Regions from separate parts of the Arachis hypogaea genome. Here region 2 is linked to region 1. Evidence: chromatin contacts called from public Hi-C data. All regions are on one chromosome and are shown on one strand. The core of a region is the stretch at or near the end of the contact, and the rest is flanking DNA. Distances in the headings are between cores, read along the strand shown. Region 1 has its middle 25 kb from the start of LOC112765119. Region 2 holds the start of LOC112762844 (LOB domain-containing protein 33-like).

Evidence for each region. A called contact is a pair of places that touch in the nucleus more often than the background predicts.
Region 2: a Hi-C map of leaf shows a contact between it and region 1, with 2.0 times the contacts expected there. The contact joins the promoter of LOC112762844 here to the enhancer-like site in region 1. A contact is called at or near these places in 5 of 8 Hi-C or Micro-C datasets (leaf and an unstated tissue).

The regions. Positions count from the first base shown.
Region 1 is chr17:13,076,063-13,079,992 of arahy.Tifrunner.gnm2.J5K5, forward strand. No RefSeq gene overlaps it. Among protein-coding and RNA genes, the nearest start is that of LOC112765119, 25 kb to the left of the region's middle. Within about 2 kb of position 2,004, at least 3 of the 3 cell types and tissues checked have open chromatin away from gene starts, as enhancers often do.
Region 2 is chr17:13,193,577-13,197,653 of arahy.Tifrunner.gnm2.J5K5, forward strand. LOC112762844 (LOB domain-containing protein 33-like) reads right to left here and starts at 1,412. Exons shown (of 2, transcript XM_025808672.1): 1 at 1,134-1,412. The coding sequence starts at 1,412.

The DNA of each region.
Region 1 (3,930 bases), core at 754-3,253:
CTACCAGTATAATTGTTGCAAGTAACTAACTTAGTTGGCCAATTAGTGAGCTCATTTGTTTGCTTAAACAAATGTCATAGATTTTAATCTCTTTTTGTGTATACAATAATTTATTAGACAACATTAGACTTTTAAATAAAGTTTAAATATTCGATAGATTAGTTCTTGACTTCCTAAATTAAAGAATACCGTGAAAAAAAAAATGTTGCAACTACCTTGCATTGGTCACGTTTCACAATCTAAATATCTGCGAATGCTGATAATAAATATATGGCACAGATCAAAGAAAACAAAATTAATAGACAATGTAATGAAAGGGAAGTATTGTTTAAGGCAATTCTTCGATACTCCGACAACAAGGATAACAAATTAGTAGTAATAGTGTAACAATAACTTGACGTGTTAATTGTGACGTTATTACATGACTGACGCACGCACGCACCTCATTCATTTTATTATTTTTAGAGAAAATTTTTCTTTTTTTTTTTTTTATAAAAGATGCTAAAATTATATTTTTCTTTTTTCTATTTATAAAATATATATTTTCTTTTTTTATAACTTTAAAAAAAAAATTTTTTAATTTATTTTAAATTGTTTGTGTTAACTAATGTTAACTTTATTCATTTTTCAAAAAAATATTATTTTTTACAAAAATATCCTTTAGCAAAAATTTTATTTTTTTGTCATTAAATTTTACTTACCAAAATATTCTTTAATAAATTATTTTTTATTGATTAAATTATATTTTTCTAAAATACTCTTCAATAATTTTTAATTATTAAATTATGATTTAACCAAAATTTTTGTTAATAATTATTTTTATATTTTATTATAAATTTTTTGATATCAATATATATTATTTTAATATTAAATAAAAAAATTTTACCGCTGTTAATATGTATAACAATTAATATATATTGATATAAAAAAATAATCATACCAAGATTTTTTTATTTAATATTAAAATAATATATATTGATATTAAAAAATTAATAGTAAAATATAAAAATTATTGTTAACGAAAATTTTAGTAAAATCACAATTTAATAATTAAAAAATTATTGAAGGATATTTTCAAAAAAATAATTTAATTATTAAATTTTTTTAAAAAGTATTTTGGTAAAAAAATTTAATGAAAATTTTTGTTAAAGGGTATTTCTGTAAAAGATAATTTATTTTTTCTTGAAAAATGAATAAAGTTAACATTAGTTAACACAAACAATTTAAAATGGATTAAAGAGAAGGTTTTTTAAATGTTATAAGGAATGAGAATGTACATTTTACAAATAGAGAAGAGGGGAATATCATTTTAACATCTCTCAGGAGAGGGGAGTGAAATTTTCTCTTATTTTTATAGACACCGGTTCATTTGTTTGATTGAAGAAAAATAAGTTTAATTTTGTTTAATACATATAAAAAAAGTTTAAATGTGTGATTTTGTATTAAAATTAAGAAATAACAAAGAATATAGATTCATTTAGCAACAGAGCAACAACTTTCAACATCCATTTAGCATCTTTGACTTTTAAAAAAAAATGAGTCATTATTTTTTAAATACTTATCGTGCTAGTATTTAATATAGATTCTTTTTAAATTAAGATAAAATAATATTGAGAAATCTTATATTTTTTAATTTTAAAATTAATTCATCGCATTAATATTCTTTAAATTTTATCTTATAATATATAAATAACTTGATGAATATGAATAATAAGTATCATGCTTATAAAAAAAATTTTTAGAAAAAACTTTTATTAAAGAAAAAATTTGATTTTTAATGTATTTATTGATTGATAAAGGTTAACAAATATTTTTAACCAAAATTTAATTTAATTTAATTTTACTAATATTATATATTGTGTTAAAAAATATTGAGCTTTCCAAAATATTTTCTCAAGCTTCGGATCCTCCTTCTCTGGTTTTAGGCTTTCCCACTAAGAAAACTAACACTCGTGCTGAACATGCAATAACTCATAATACTGAGGAATAATGAGTTATATATGAACACATACATGTGGGTCCATGATTTGCTCTACTGTTGACCGTAAGATCAATCTCTTTGGCTCAACTATTTCCACGCATATCTTTAGTTTTTTAGTGAAATGTTCACATTTATATTAGATCTATCTTTTCCCATCTGCGTTCACATACATTTTTCCATAGACCCCAAGAGACCAAAACGACAAACTAAGGGGACCAATGCCGGTCGTATGAAAAGGTAACAATGCAATACTATCATACGACAAAGCATTAATAACATGCTAGTTAGCAAAAGTAGGTTTTAAATGAAGTATATAACGACATCATATTGAATTTGTATTTTCTAATTTCTATTTTTGTGAATTATTTTTTAGTAGGCTGTAGGCAATATAATTCCAATTACTTTTGTGTAAGAGTTTATTGATTTTGAGAGCATACTCTAATTAACCTTAGTAAATTAATTAATTAGTATTGAACCCATAAAAAACCTTAGTAAGTTGATTAGTATTGAACCGAATTAAGTTTTATGCTAAAACAAAAAAAAAATTATATATTAATAATATAAGGTGCAGCACTTCAAAAGTACTGTGCCTAATTAAGTAGGCTACCTTAGATTTTCATTTACCTCAAAAGACTGGTATAAGCCCAATGAAAAAGAAAGTCCCTTAATTCTAATAGCGGTGGAGTAAGAGAAGTTAAAGAAGAGCAAATCATGGAGGAAGATGATGATACTAAAGAAAACAGAGAGAAGAATTAACATAGCTATGGGATTCAACTTTGAAGAAGATTATTACTTTACAAAAGCACTTATTGGAGTTTAGGGAAGACAAAAAGAGAGTGAGAGGAGATGTTGAAGGTGAGGTGATCTACATCTAGTGATAGTGATATTACGATGCCGGAATTGCCAAGGGATTAGGACAAAATGGGATAAATAAAACTATTAAATTATTATTAAACAAAATACAGATATTCAATTAACAATATCAATTGGTATATACTAAAAATTAACTATTAAATTAATTATTTATATAAAATATATATTAAAATATAAAATATATATTAAAAATAACTGAAATAATATATATTTATATATAAATATATAATTATTAATTTAGTAACTAACTTTTAGCGTGTATATAATATTTTTTTTAATTAATTGATGTCAAAAATTGGTGTAAAAAAAGGTGTGCTCATAGATTTATGAAAGAAAAAATTGCTTTTAGTATTCTCAATTCAATATAACATGTGAAAGGATACTTTATTTTAATTAGATTTTATTTGATTTTAGGTTTTTTATATTTGTGTTTATTAATTCATATAGAATGAAGATTTTTTTTCCTATTTTTACTTTTTCAAATAAAAGTTTTTTAATAAGATTTATTTTATATATGTTTTCAGTGTTAGCATATGCCATTATGGTGTATTGAATAATTTTTTTTATTATGGTTACATCTTCGTCTATCTTTAAAACAGATAGGTTAATGATAAATTCTAATATATTTATATTTTCAGTAATTATAATAATTATGTAAGTATTGTTAAAATTTAAAAATATATTTTTTATATATTTTAATATAAAAATATTATTTTTATATTAAAATTAATTATTAAAATTAAATATTATATATTTAAATATAAATATATATAATTTAATTAATTTTTAATATATATAAATTTATATGTAATTTAATTAATTTTTAATATATATTTTATATTTTAATATATATTTTATTTTAATAACTAATTTTAATATATATCTAATATTCTTAAAAAAATAACTAGAGCAATATAGTGATATATACTAAAATGTACTTAGTTTAATTATATATAGATAAAAAAAGGCACTTATCAAAAGTGTGGACCACCGGCCGTGTGCTTCCAATCCAGTAATCCAACACAATCTGCCAATTCTCAGTTGTCAGTTGTCAGCTCCCTGGGGTGGGGGTGAGC
Region 2 (4,077 bases), core at 162-2,661, 120 kb after region 1:
GTCGATATCCGCATATTTGCGGTTCCGCAAATCCACGAATCCGCAAAAATAAACAAATAAATAAGTAAATATTCTTTTTATGTTTTATTTTAATTAATAATTATCATATATATTGTATTATTTTAATTTTATTATTTAAAAAAAATATGTTTAATATTATTTTAAGAGTAAACATATTTAAAAGAATAGAAAAAAAGGATTTATTGATATTTTTTAATAAAAATAAGCTTTTAAAAATATTTTTATGTTTTACAATTATATTTGATATCCGATTTGATCTGATCCGCAAATATGTGGATCATGTCGAATTGGATCCAAGTTTAAAAACGGTGAATATTAGATTCATTGATTTTAGTGTGAATCGGATCGAAATTTTGGCCATATTCAATCCGATTTGATCCTTATTATATTCATCTCTATAAGATAAATATATGTATTAAATTTATAATTATTTATATATCTTTATTAATAATTTAAATTTTTAAGATAAATATTTTTATAACATAACGTCAAAGCCTTTAACTATGACGATAGGTAGTTTACAAACTAATTTCCATATATGTCTTATTTATCTTTTTAACCAATAATAAAAAAAATTTAATTTTGATACACTGACATTGATCATGTAAAGTATTTTATACAATCGTATAATCACATCCGTTTTTTTGAATGATCATTTACATAGTTAATGTAAAAAGTAGTTATTTTTATTAAAATAGTATTACATAATTGGATGCACATATAAAACTATTTTACACTAATAGCGCATCAAAATTAAATTCTAATAAAAAATCAATATATAATAAATTAAAATTATATATATTTTTTGTAAGATGAGAAGAGTTATACTCACATGGGATACTTTTTAGTTTTATTGCATTTAACTTATTGTGATCATACTAAAAGTTTGCAATAGTTTAGGACGATTTTATTATAGATATATCAGATATGACAAGTTCGTCCAAAACTAGAGATATATTAGATATGTTTTCACATTTAATTTGATTAAATAAAAAAAGTAGAAGATAAATAATCAATATTAATTAAAGATATAAAGATGATATAATATAGCAAATGGTGAGGGATCATAAATCATAATAGAATATAATGGAAATTAATAAATTAAATTAAACCTGTTGCTGCAATGCATAGATATGAGAAACACAACCATAAATAGGATCTTGCATGCGAGCAAGAGCTTCATAAGTGATAGTGATGGCAGCATCACTTCTATTAAGGATTGGAAGATGTGACAATAGCCTTGACACATTACTAGCACCATAGATCTTATGAACAGCTGCAAAATGTGTTGCTGCTTGGTCATAAGAGAAGTAAGGAGCAAAAACACAACCACTACCACACTTTCTCCTTAGGAACTTGCATGCTCCACATGAAGATCCAAATCCTGTCATTATCCTAAATTTTTTTTTTTTTTTTTCTTCTTTCCCTCTTTTTCTTTCAGGTGTTTTTCAATGATTTCACTACTACAAGACAATTGTTCAAGAAGGGTTTAAAGATTCCATCACTTTTATAGGCATCACTTGATGGGAGCTTCATTTCTTTTTGTGTGGTATCCAAAGGACATTTCTCATTTTCAGTTAATAATTTTTTTATAATAAAACTATTGTTAGCATTTATCTAATTAATTAAGTCATGTTACCAGAAATTCGATTAATCTTATTCTATTTAATTAATCCAATTCAAAATTTTTTAAAATATTTAAATTTCTATATCCTTTTAAAGAAATCTAAATTTCTTATTAAAAAAATAATTTAGCTAACGTATGTCTCAAGAATATATTTTAAGATTACCGAAAAAAGCTTTTATAGAAATCATACAAATTAAAATTCAAAATTTTAATGTATTTATTTTATATTTATAAAGTAAAAAAATTTTAAAAATTTTTATTTAAAGGCGTGTTAGTTATATCCTTAAAATTAAAATACCTATTGCCTAAAGTAATTCATGTCCATCTTCAATAATTAATAATTAATTTTTAGTGAAGAGTTGATAATTGAGTTAATATTTAGGTTAGTCTCTTAAGTTGTAATTGTATTTTAAATTGGTAGCTAAAATTTTAATTTACTCGACTTAGGTTCTAAAATTGATTTTCGTAACTTATGTTAGTTTTTCGACTATTTTCAATTAATGTCTTGACGTGATATACTAATATAAACCGTCAATGACACGTGACAGAAATAATTTATGTCAGTATACAATATCGACACAAAATTAACGAAAAATAGTTAAAAGAATAATGTGAAACAAATATTAATTTTAATAAATTAATTAAGTACATTAAAATTTTAAGTATACAATTTTAAGAACCAACTAAGAATTCAGTGGTTGATAATTACTTTAAAGCATATTTCTTTTGGGTCCCTTTTGTGGCCTACAATGTTATTTTCAATTAGGGTAATATTTTCCTCATTTGTGTGCCTCAAAAGGGCTTTTGGTTGATAATGTCTCTTTCTTCTTACGTGACAGTTATTGAAGACCCAATCATCATCATTTCTTGGGCTTTGCGAAAAGGTTTGAGAGTTTTTGAGTTACATGAATTATGCATGCTTTTATTTAGGGCCAACTCTATAATGCCTATTAATTATTGCTTAATTTTTTTTAATTTATTTTTTGTGTAGTAAATTTTAAATTTTTAAAAATAATTTATTTTTATATTTTTAAAATTAAATATTAATTTTTAAATTTTTTTAGTAAATAGACACCACCTTTTAGACATTATAATATTCACCTTTATTTAGCTCATATAGGAGTAGTTTGTTAGCTTAGAGTGAATGACTCATTGCGGCTTTTTTGTCTTGATATTGTTAATGGCCCCTTAAATTCCTTAGTTTAATGCCACAATTATATGCCACTTGTCATATTTTTGCGTGTTTTAATCCTACCATAATTCATGTTTAGCTGTTGGCCACTTAAACTAATTGATGCTCTGAGGTGTGTTAAACCAAACCACTTTTGTATTAATTTTTTGTTCATTTGGCTGTGTTTACCACTCTGATCTTAATTTTTAAGGATTTGGTTAATAAGTATAGTGCCCTAAAAGCACTTGTTATAATAATAAAGCAAAAATTAAATAAAACATTTCATTGAATTTTTTTATATATTTTTAATGCATTCTTAACTATATTTATGCCATTAAAAAATAAAAAAGTACTATTTTTAGTATTTTTAATAAGTAATTTTATAATACTTATTTGCTAATTCATAATTTTAAATAAAAATAGAGATATTGGGTCAGAGATATGATGATTAAAAGAAACTATGTGTTTGTATTTCTCTATTATTTATAATTTATAATATTTTGATAAATAAAAATTAAATAAATTTAATTTAATTTGTTCCAAAATAAAAAATCTTATTTATTTTTATACTTATCCTCTGTTTAAAAAAAAATTCTTGTATTGAATTTTTATTTTTATCAAATAGGATTTTTAGACCAAAGATACAAATATTATAAGCTCTCAATAGTCAATACATAACAATTTTATCATATTTGTGGTAATATTTTCTGAATTTATTCTATCTCTATCCTTTTTCCTCTCTTTCAAAATTGCATTAATAAATTTTCTATGTAATAATAACGGTGCATAAGAAATAAAAGTTTTTTTTTTTTTATTGTAACAATAATAAGCTTTGGAAGAAATCAAGAAAGTTGTGTAAGGAGGAGTTGGGGGACAATGCCATTGACACTAAGATGACTTTTCTGGTTTCTGTCACTTCAAAACTCAAAACCTTTTTTGTCTTTTGATTGATGGACTTTGCATGAGGATAGGGAGATGAACAACACTTGGGGCTTTAATTTCGAGTTTAACGATGTGTGTGTCTTTCCCTATCATCATGCATAGTGTACTAATCATCATTGCTTATCTCTTGAAGCAGTGTTTTTGGCTTAAATATAATTAGCAGTAGCTATGCCAGCTTGTACATACATCAAATTTCATTGTTTAATATAAGAATTTTTACATACCTAATGGAATTTTTGTTTAAAGAAGTTTTTATATTTATAAAATACTAATTTTCTATTTTATTATTTATATAAATTATCTTTTTGGTTTGATT